Regions from separate parts of the Zea mays genome. Here region 1 is linked to region 2. The links are chromatin contacts, called in public Hi-C maps. All regions are on one chromosome and are shown on one strand. The core of a region is the stretch at or near the end of the contact, and the rest is flanking DNA. Distances in the headings are between cores, read along the strand shown. Region 1 holds the start of LOC100383592. Region 2 holds the start of LOC100282329.

What was found. Hi-C and Micro-C count contacts between places; a contact is called where the count stands out from the background.
Region 1: a Hi-C map of leaf shows a contact between it and region 2, with 9 times the contacts expected there. The contact joins the promoter of LOC100383592 here to the promoter of LOC100282329 in region 2. A contact is called at or near these places in 3 of 25 Hi-C or Micro-C datasets (ear, leaf and tassel).

Annotation. Positions count from the first base shown.
Region 1 is chr7:2,810,051-2,815,429 of Zm-B73-REFERENCE-NAM-5.0, reverse strand. It overlaps LOC100383592, which reads right to left and starts at 4,049. Exons shown (of 2, transcript NM_001176240.1): 1 at 2,879-4,049; 2 at 2,006-2,315. The coding sequence starts at 4,022. The coding sequence ends at 2,263. LOC100382488 reads right to left here and starts at 402. Exons shown (of 2, transcript NM_001363571.1): 1 at 278-402; 2 at 1-96. The coding sequence starts at 70.
Region 2 is chr7:2,658,604-2,664,396 of Zm-B73-REFERENCE-NAM-5.0, reverse strand. It overlaps LOC100282329, which reads left to right and starts at 3,574. Exons shown (of 5, transcript NM_001371850.1): 1 at 3,574-3,845; 2 at 3,988-4,181; 3 at 4,306-4,714; 4 at 4,872-4,948; 5 at 5,070-5,603. The coding sequence starts at 3,641. The coding sequence ends at 5,294.

The DNA of each region.
Region 1 (5,379 bases), core at 2,800-5,299, 150 kb before region 2:
TCACCATGAGCAGTTGCGCCGCCACCACCAGGAGCAGCATGCAGGAAACCACGGCGCCGCTGCGAGCCATCGCTTCGTTCCACAAAATCAGTAGCCCTGCAGTACGTACGTGCAGTGTACGTATGCAGGCAAAGATTAAGAGTTAAGACGGATGGTATTGGTATGTATGCGTGTAGTGTGTATAGAGAGATAAGGGAAAGTACTGCGACGACACATATGCGTATATATATACTTGAGATAAATACTAGCTGATGCTACGTACTACATGATGAATTACCAAGGCAACGAGCAGATCTGCAGGTGCTGGCTAGCTAGGAGAGGAGAACAAAACTTGAGACGATGCTGCCTGCTGAGACGAGAGCGAAGGGCATCTGTTTATATAGATAGAGCGAAGGGTTTCAGTTCAGCACACAGCTGCATGCAAAGATTCCAAAGGCAGCCATGCAGCACACGGAGTTATTTGTTTTGCCCACCGAGATGCCCTACCACCCGTCCAGATTCATTCAGCGCGGCGCTCAGGCCCATCCATGCATAGACTTCAACTTGCCCTTGTCGGTCACATGCGTCGTGTGTTGAGACGTACACTTCCACGTCGGACCACACTCAGCTCGGAGACTCTATCCAGACGTTCGTACCATGCATGCATGCATGCACACGTTTATTTCATTTTGTCTGGTAAGCCCATAGTATGTAATATGATGTGGCTTTTTTTTTTGTCCTATACTTAAATTTATGTCGGCAAGCAACAATAATATGGTTTTTCTTTGCCGTTCTCGATCGCTGACTGAATTTTTTGTCCTTCCTGTGACGTTATATATGGACAGATAGTAGCTTTGTTTACATCCTATTCATAACGATTTTTAGATTGATATTGCCAATTTTTAGGACATTATATTGAATAATATTTCCCTTATACAATTATAAAAGGCAGTGAGGGCATACCCGTAAGGGTGAGCACCAAAATTGAAGAGCATGCTGGATATCTAAATTGCAGCAGGGAACCTTATGATAAAAATTTATGAACAATATAGGATTGGGGTCTGCAACTAGCTAACGTAGATGCACTAAACATGTCTAGTTAGTGAGTGTAACAGATATGTTCAATGAGTACGCATAATTTTTTGTGTCACTTACAACTAGCTTTGGACTTTGGAGGTATATATGCTACCACTAGACATTTAAGATGTATGGGAGGTAATTAAGGAAAATATTAAGAAAGTTAACGCTTATCTCTAGTAGCTCCAGATACCCAATTGTTCAAAAGAATCACTCCTAATTAGCGTAGGTGTTTTATAAAGTGCCTAGGTTAGATAGACTTCTACTTATATAGTGCTTGCTCTAGATTTAAGCCTAGTATTTGAGTAAGGTTAGAACACATCTTACCCCTTGGTGCTTACACATATTATTATATATGCTCTATGTTCATATGAAAAATGAAAATCATGCTCCATGCTACCATTACATAACCATACATACACATTTGTGCTTAGTGCTAATGCAGGTTTATCTGATTTCTCCATCCATGGTGACAACTAGATTAAGCAGCTAGTTATTACTACCTCCGTTCTAAACATCGACACCCTTTTCTTTTTTTCAAATGCAAGTGGGCAAAATAAATGGAGGGATGAAAGATCAACCCTTTGGCCTTTGCGGCATCCTAATAAAACAAAATTAGTGAAGATATACAAAGCATGCCCTCTGCATTAAGTAGGGAAAAGCTTGCTGATGTTGGAAAGGATAGCCTTGCAGAAACTAAACTGAGCACCAGCAGTTCTCTTGGCTGAAAGCCATTAGTAGACTAGCATTGTTTTAGTGCTGCAACTAAAACTGATGTACTATCCTCAATTTTATCTGTGCTGTCATCAGTCAAAAGCCTCAAAAGCCCATGCTCAGTGTTGTTCACCGATCTTGCTCAAAGACACAGTGCATAAAAAAGTAGTCCTTCATATTCAACAAAGCTATCAAATGAACAATTCATAAAACTGGATTGGAGTAAGCTGATTTTATCCCTTGGTCCTATGATAAAAAGTAGAAGAGGAAAATTGTCCACAGTCATACACAGTATTAAATTCCATATGCCATGCTTTCATATGAGAGTCAATACCATTATCATAATTTGATTGCAAACTCAAGTTCGGGAGCACAAACAAGGTCAGAACAGCAACAAAATCATGTAGAGATATCCCACCCAAACCATGCTTCTGGTCTAGTAAATATCCTTCTTGATTTAGAGCTTCTTATTCACTTCACAAGCCAGAGCTCCTAGCCCTCGAGACCAGCTTCTGGTCCCTCATCTGTGGATATTGCTCCTGGCGCTGCATAAGAAACTCAAATACAAAATATGATGAATCTATGATAACAATGAATATTGGGTAAACACAAATCATACAAAAGCCAAAAAAACAGCACTGATTTATTATCCAGTTAATGGTCACATATTGTTGGGCCGTGTCTGGCCGTTACCGTGTAGCCCAAGAGTCTTGTGTATATATATGTTTTGTATCAGCTGTAAGAGATAGAATTTCACAAGCTTCAACACATGTAAATAACAGCATCAAGATGAACTCAAACTACATCTAGGAATTTATCCTATTTATTTTTCTACGACGTTATCATGTGAAATTAGTATACAAGAGATGGTTGAGGAACATGTATAATTAAAGGTTGGCATGATGAGACTAATGTTTGCACCGTAGAATACGTGAGAACCTAACCTTTTATGTAGGTAATATATAGGTAGGAGTAATCTGGTTCATGATACCAAATACCAATAAAAAAGTATTACACAATGTTGCTGAGCCCATACACAGCTGAACTACTACTTATTGTGCAAGTGCAAATGAGCAAAATACAGAGTGAAAGCAGGGTGCCAGGGTACCTGGAATGCAGAAGCTCACATAGGGAATAATGCAACCCCAACCTAAGCACCCGCCTATGTTCTTGCTCCTCCCTGAATTCAGATCAACAGCAAAATACCCAAGACGTGTCTTAAAGAAAATGACACCAGCTCCTGTCCCTGCAAAGCCAGCCAGCCAAGGCTTGTCTGGAAAAAATTCAGGCGGGAATTGAGGATCGCGTAGGGCATCATCTGGGAGCAGCATACGAAGCTCAATGGGCCTTCTTTCTTCCCATCTTTCATGGTCCCTTATCCACAGGTGAAGTGTTGAACAACCAAGCGTTGAATTGCTTGTTTTGGCAACTCCTAGCCTGCCGTCCTCTGTGGCAATAAGCACAGTGGCCATGCCGTTAATTTGGGCGTCAGGTTCTACTCTGAAGCAAATGGTAGACATTCGATCCGTCAGCAAGTCATATTTGACGATTTCATGGTTGAATCGACTCAGGAAGTAGAGGGAGCTCCCAGCGTGGACACAGGTCCCCGTCTCAAAGGAGTTGGTGTGTTCCCCTGAAGCAGCAAAGATGAGATCACTCCAGCAGCTACCAGCCTCGGGTGAATAGACACAGGAGAAGTCCCTCCTTTGAGAAGTTCCTACGCAGACGACCTTGAAGCCGCAATGGATATGGTTGCAGCCCTCGCCTACGGCGCAGATGACGGCCGCGTCCCAGTTACATGTGCACGGGCCTGGGACCACCGGCAGCGGCAGCGCGGGCAAATCCCGCAGCTCATCGGTGATGGGATCCCACACGGAGAGGAAGACATCCAGACCCTTCCCGGGGAAGACATCCAGACCCTTCCCGGGGCGGCGACAGAGAAGGACGCGACCAGGGCTTGAGTGGATCGCTATCACGTCGTCGAGGTCAGCATGGCGCGGGCGGAACGACGATATAGGGACGAAGTGGATGGAATTGTGGATGTTGGAGATGTAGCCCTGCAAAGGTGGCGAGCGGTGGAACTCACGGAATCTACGGCGGAAGACGGGGCCGGTGATGACGCGGTGCCAGTGCCTACTGACGAGGGCGGCACGAGCGAGGCTGGCGGGGTCATCCGGGGGAATGCGGAGGAGGAACTCCTCGACGAGGTCTTCAATTAGAACCGTCGGGTCCGGAGGTGGCGCCGCCGCCATGGTGGTCGGCGGCTAGGGCTTGTGCGTTTGGGGCAGAGAACAGAAAAAAAAATGAGGTAAAAAGATTCAGGCCTGCTAAATTCTAGTGGACTTCACAGTGAGGCCAGCCCTGAACAGGCCTAATAGTAAAACATGGAAAGCGAGAGAATCCGGGCCCTTCCCGACCTCGGACTGTCGGAGGCCCATCCGGTCTGCGCGTGGCGTACGCGGAACATATATATAAACTCACCGCACGACGCCTTCGTCGCACCACGCCAACCGTGCGCGGAAAAGACGTTTTCGTGCGGGAAGAGCCAGCCGATAGGCCACGACTATTCCAAAGCCAAGAACTCGGACGGCGGAGCCACGGCTACAGGGACGATAGAGCCGCCCCTTCTCAACAGCATGGTGGCGGGCGACGACAAGGTATCCGGCGCGACCACGACCACGACCGCGCCGCCGCTCGGCCACAAGGGGAACCCAGTGGAGGTGGACAATGAGGACTTGTTGACATGGTCGCCAGCACGCAAGAAGATGAGGGCGGCGGGCGCGGGCGCCGAGAGCTCTGAAGCAGCGTCGACGGTAAGCAATCCGACGCCCGACCAGGTGCGCTGCCCCCGTTGCGGCTTCCACTTCACCACCATGCAGAGCAGCCGGTCGTGACCACTGACCATAACCAAATCCAAGCTGGTCGTGTCCCGAGGTGAACCCTAACCAAATCCAAGGCGGTCGTAGGATGCAGCACATTCAGAGATGCGAGGGAGATTCAGAAGTGGAACGAACACCAAGCTTTTGAGCAAATTAAAACCCCTCCTTCCCTTCCTCCTTGGAATCTGAAGCTGCACTGGATAGAAGATAGGTTCTCCACATTCCTTGCAATTTGATTCTGGTTGTAATTGGATTCCGATGGTTTCAGAGCAGAGTATGCACCTTTTTTGTAGCACTTCAAGAATCCGAGGTTTTGAATGGAAAGAATGCAAAAAAAAAAAATACATGAAACCTTCAACTGTTTCAGTCGTGTTTCTTGGGTTTTGACTGAAAAGTACCAAGGGTTGACAAGAATGTACTGAGTTACATTACAGACCACACGTTTGGCATTCGTAGTTCAGATGTTAGCATAATTCAGGCAGATCCATCGATGCTATTGTGCATTTCTGGGAACATAACCTAATTAATATTTGATGCCAATGTTCAGGAGGCTGTTAAAGTTTTCATCATGTTTCACAACACATAATAAGGTGTTCAGTGCATGCTCTGAAATCAGATGTACAGTCCAATGACCATAGCTTTATAATAGCAATATAATACAAAATAAATGAGCTATCAAAATATAACTAGGGAGATCGTTGCAACGTGTTTTATCTTTAATATTTTTAAC
Region 2 (5,793 bases), core at 2,325-4,824:
CTTTCTTGAAGCATATGTGCTTAGTTTAGTGGTGAACAATGTCCACATCCTAGCTAGCTAGGGTGTGTGGAAAATGAGGGCTTGACCTTCTATCCTCTCTTGCATGCATCTTATCTATTTATCTAGAGGAGGATCGAAGCATGCATGCAGGAGTGACATGGGCACCATTACCACTTGAGCAAAAGAAAACATTCTCCTTAACTTTGGTGACTGCTCAACCGGTGAGATTGACAAAACTATCTAGCAAACAAAATATTTCCTCTACTAGTCTCACAAATAAAAAAAAAGTAGTCCTAGGACAATATGCATTCATTTCCTATATCTAGAATTACGCTATATGCCAAAAAAAAACATTTGTTCTCAAATATTTATTGTCTGCTAGTTCATTTTGAACTAAAACGCGACAAATAAAAAAAGAACAAATGAAGTAGTTACCTAGCGTTATACACGAGAGGTAATAGAGTACCTGCACACAGCACGCGTCGCCACGCTGGTGCTCCTATTGTTTGCGTTGTTACTTGTTAGCATTGCCCGCTTTTATATACATCTGATTATCAACACTAACTCAGAGTAATATGGACGATTCTTTGTTCTGAATTGGTGTTATTAAACAGAACTAAATTATCTTACAGGGATCAGTTTAAAAAAGGACAGGACTAAATGATCTTTTATGGATCAGTTAAAAAAGTATATCATCTATAGCTATATATGTGCTATGTAAGTGAGGTGGGGAAAAAAACTACACGCAAAATAATATACAAGATTTTTTGTTTAAATTCCACTGATCACCGGAGTAAAAGTTTTGTACCCCTCCTCCATCCACATGATTTAGCCGTTTTGGATATGTCCTAAGTTAGACTATTTAAATTTTGATCAACAATATATAGGATTAAATTATTCTAAACTAAAAGAATTATATATTATAGTAGTTCAAGTCATGATAAATCTATTAACTATACTTTTATGTTGTAAAATCTTATGAAATATTAGGTATAATGGGTCAAAGTTGTTATTGATTGACTTAAGACAAATCTAAAACGACTAATTCCTATAGACACTGTTTATTTTTTAATTAATCCGTTGCCAACCGGGACTACTTACATCCAAGCAGAAGAGAAGTTTATGTCGACGGTCGTAGATTCGGACCTTGACCACGAGATGACCAGCGTTTTGATAGAGGAAACGTTTTTCATTTTAAAACTTGAAGCACATCACGGTGACGACATGATCGATATATTTATTTATTTGTTTTTTAAAAATATCTCTTACCTTTTATCTAAACAGACGCACAATCAAGGAAAAGTTTTTTTAAAAAAGGTATCTCTCATCTTTTATTTGTAGGTTTTTATTAGGGGTAAAAAAGAACCAAGTTTGATTTAGGTTTTGAGATGAAACCGATCCTAAAAATTGGTTAATGTGTCATTAGATTTTGTTTATGAAATGCTAGCCAAACCTTTGTTAGAAGAGCAATTTAGTATTCCATCCGTTTTAAAATATTAGTTGTTTTATCTCTTTATTTTTATGTCTATATTCAAATGAATGGTGATAAATCTAGATACATATATAAAACAAATATATAATTATTTTATGAATTGGCTAAAAAGGTAAAACTAATTTTATTTTGGGATGGAGGGGTACTAAATTAAAATACCATACAAACACAAGGAATTTTCCTATATAACAACTAGTGTACTAGTTATAAAAGGTTGTTTTCCTAAAGACAGAAGCTTCGTCATATGTTTTTATTAGAAGTCATTAAAGAAACAAGCTTGATCTAGGTTTTGATATGAAACCGAGCCCGGAAATTGGCTAATATATCTTAAGTCCTATTTATCAAAAGTTAGCAAAACCTTTTTTACAAGGGCAAGTATAGTACTAAATTAAAACTATCCTACAAACACAAGGGGTCTTCCTTTACAAATAGTGTACTAAATCTATAAAAGACTTCTTTCTAAAATAGTGACAGATGCTTCGTTGTAGGTTTTTAATAGGGGTAAAAAGAACCGAGCTTGATCCAGGTTTTGAGATGAAACTGAGCCCGAAATCCAGCCGTAACTTCATGAAACTTGCTTGCAAAATATTAGACAACCATTGTTACATAAATGATCAAATATAGTACAAAATTAAAATTGTCCTAAAAAACAAAGGAACTTCCTCTATGACAAGTACTAAATTCATAATATGTTGTTTCTTTTAGAAAAAAAACGACAAAAGTTTTGTCGTATGCTTTTATTATAACTAAAAGAGAAACAATAGATGACCTAGTTTCTTAGGTGAAACTAAGCCTAAAAAACTCACTAATGGACTAGATGTATTGGACTAATTTATCAAATGTCAACCAGACCTTTTATTATTATTGTGCAAAAGACTATGAATTGGACTTGTTTATATAATGTTAGCTGAACCTCTGTTACAAGAGAAAATATAGTACTAGATTTACTATATCCTAGAAACATAGGGTTTTCCTATATGACATATAATGTACTAAATTTATAAAAGTTTGGTTTTCCAAAACGACAATAGAAGCTTTGTTCTAGGTTTTTATTAGGAGTAATTAGAACCAAGTTTGGTTTAGGTTTTGAGATGAAACTAAACCTAAAAATCGGTTAATGCATCATTATATTTTATTTCTGAAACACCAACTAAACCTTTATTAAAAAGATCAATTTAGTACTAAATTATTATATATATCATACACACAAAGGAGTTTTCTTAAAAAACAAAGTGTACTAGTTGTAAAAGTTTTTTCCACGGAATAACGACAAAAAGGCTCGCTGTAGATTTTTATTAGAAGTAATAAAAGAATCAGGCTTGATCTAGGTTTTGTGATGAAATTGAGCCCAAAAATCAGTACGTCCCGTCTATGAAAAGTTATCAAAACCTTTATTATAAATTATAATAGGAAGTATACTCCTAAACTAAAAAAGTTCTACAAACACAAACGGTTTTCCCTTACAACAGATAATGTACTAAATCTGGGAAAAAATCTAAAATAGTGAAAGAAGCTTCGTCGTGGGTTTTTATTAGGAGTAAAAAAAACAAGCTTAATCCTGGTTTTGATTTGAAAATGAACCCGAAGTTCAGCCAGGATATACGAAATCTTGGCCGACCATTGTTACGTATATGAGCAAATATAGTACTAATTTGAAATTATCCTACAAAAATAAAGTGCTTCCTCTGTGACAAATAATATATTAGATTCATATTAAGTTGTTTCCTCTAGAACGATGGGCAAAAGCTTTGTCGTATGCTTTTATTACGACTAAAAGAGAAACAATCGTTCACGCGATTTTTCAAGTGAAAGCGAGACCGAAAACCAGCAATGGGCTGTAGGATGCATTGAGATATTTTTACCAAATATTAGCCAAACGTTTTTGTTATTATGCTAGTAGGCATAGCACTAATTTTACAATAGACTGCAAATATAGGGGCTTTATTACAAAATATTCTTTCGGACGTGAAAACTCGTCGTTGTTGATTCGGAGATTCTACCACTCCATCTCCAGTTTTTTTCCTCGCCTGCTCGGCTCCCCTATAAATGGAGCTCACCTTCCGCGGCCTCCCTCCGTTCCCATCCGCCGCCCGCGCACTTCTTCCTTCGGGCACACAGGACACCACCGTCGACGGATTCATCGCGACGATGGGGCTCGACGTCATGGAGATCGGGATGGGCGCCGATTTGAGCCTGGATCTGAGGCACTTCGCCTCCAAGGCCGTGAGGCAGAGCAAGGACGACACGCCGGCGCCGGACATGGACGCATGCATCCGCCGCCTCGAGGAGGAGCGGGGTAAGATCGAGATGTTCAAGCGGGACCTCCCGCTCTGCGCGCGCCTCCTCGCCGACGGTGAGCGCACCTACCTCTTCTCCTCTCTTCTGTCTCTCTCTTTTTTATTTTTCCCACCTGTGATTCATTTGGGATACCTTCTGCTTCTTTCCATTTTGGGGAGCGGTTTTTTTTATGCGGCGATGCGGTGGCGTGTGCGCAGTAATTGATGTCATGAAGGAGGAGGCGGGGAAGAAGAAGACGACGACGAGGAGGAGGAGTGATCGCAGGCTGGCGTCTGCGGCAGCTGATGATGAGGAGGAGGAGGCGGACGGCGCCACCGCGGACAAGAGCAAGTGGATGAGCACGGCGCAGCTCTGGACGGGCGATTCCGGGCGGGAGGACGCGGAATCAGAGGTACGGCACGATTCGATCGCTGGTGCAGCTGCTTGAATGCTCAGTCAGCACAGGATCTGTGGGGGTGCTGTCGGGTGCTCGATTCGTCGGTGGGCCTAAAAGTTTTGGAGCTTTGCGATCGCAGAAGCAAGACAAGGGGCGGTGCTCGCCGGAGGCCAGGTCCCGCGGCGCTCTCTTACCGTTCAAGGCTGATGTGGGCTCTGGCGCGCCGGCGTTCGCGCCGCTCTTCTTGAGAACGGACGACAAGGCTGCGGCTGCGCGCGTCGGGGTGCCGGATCTGTCGTCCTTGCTGTCGCCGCCGGCGACCATGCCTCCTGCGGACGCCGGCGCCGAGGAGAGCCGTCGCCAGGTTGTGGGATTTGCGCAAGCTGCGGCCAGGGCGGCTGCCATGGCGCCGTCTGCCCCTGCGCTTGGGCTCCAGTCGCAGCAGCAGCAGCAGCAGCAGCAGCAGGCAAGGAAGGCTCGGCGTTGCTGGTCGACGGAGCTGCATCGCAAGTTCGTCGCCGCCTTGGATCAGCTCGGTGGCCCCCAAGGTGAGCCTTGCCTTGTTCTTCGGATGCCAGTTCACCAGAATTTCTTGCCAGTTTTGGGCCACCAACACACACGTCCAATCTTACCTAGTTGCTAGCTGCCTTCCATATTATATTAGAAAGAAACATTGAGTTCATTCATGCTACGCCATGCCTGCAGTTGCCACGCCGAAGCAAATCAGGGAGCTGATGAAGGTGGATGGGCTGACAAACGACGAAGTGAAAAGCCATCTTCAGGTTAGCGATCCAGCAGCAGCTCAGTCCACTTGGCATTCCATTCATCCATCTCAGGAAGTCACGAATATCTGTTGTTTTGATGGTTGCTGAAATGGATTCTCTAATTCCGATGTTTATTCAGAAATACCGGCTGCACAACCGCAGGGCGCCTGGATCCGGCGTGGTGCGCCAGCCGATCGTGCTCGTGGGAGGGCTGTGGATTCCCCAGGAGCAAGGCAGCCCTCAGTCTGGATCTCCCCACGGCCCCCTCCACCACCTGTCCACCTCGGTGGCCGCCGTCTCGTCCGCCGCCACCGCCAGCTGCGAGGAGGAAGACGGCCGGTCCGAGAGCTATGGCTGGAAATGATGAAGAGGCTGCTGCTGCTGCTGCTGCGCCACCAATGTGTGTTCACTGTTTAGAGAGGGGAGGGAGGTTTCTTGGCATGGTGGGGATCGCCATGGGCCATGGCGGAGGCCACCAGTTGCAGCTTCAGGAATCGGGAGGGGAATTGAGTGTAGTGTAGCTGTCTGTACACATACATACATACATACAGTGAGATGGGATGAGATGAGAGCGGGCCTTGAGCGCTCGAGATCAGAACTGATGGTGCTTCGTCGTCGGGTTTGTACATCCCAAAGAGAAAGAGATACTAGCTACAGTTTTGCGGCTTGTTAATCCATGCTCTGGGGGCAGAGCTACAGTTTTCGCCCCGAGAGAGTTCACCCATACCCGTTGTTGTCGATTAGACGATTACCATCTTCGCCTTCTTGTTGCCGTTGAACAAAATGTTGCTTCCGCTGTTCGTCTCGGAACGAACAGTCCGGTTGAAAAGTTGAATCGTTGCAGGAGTACATGCTACTCAGGC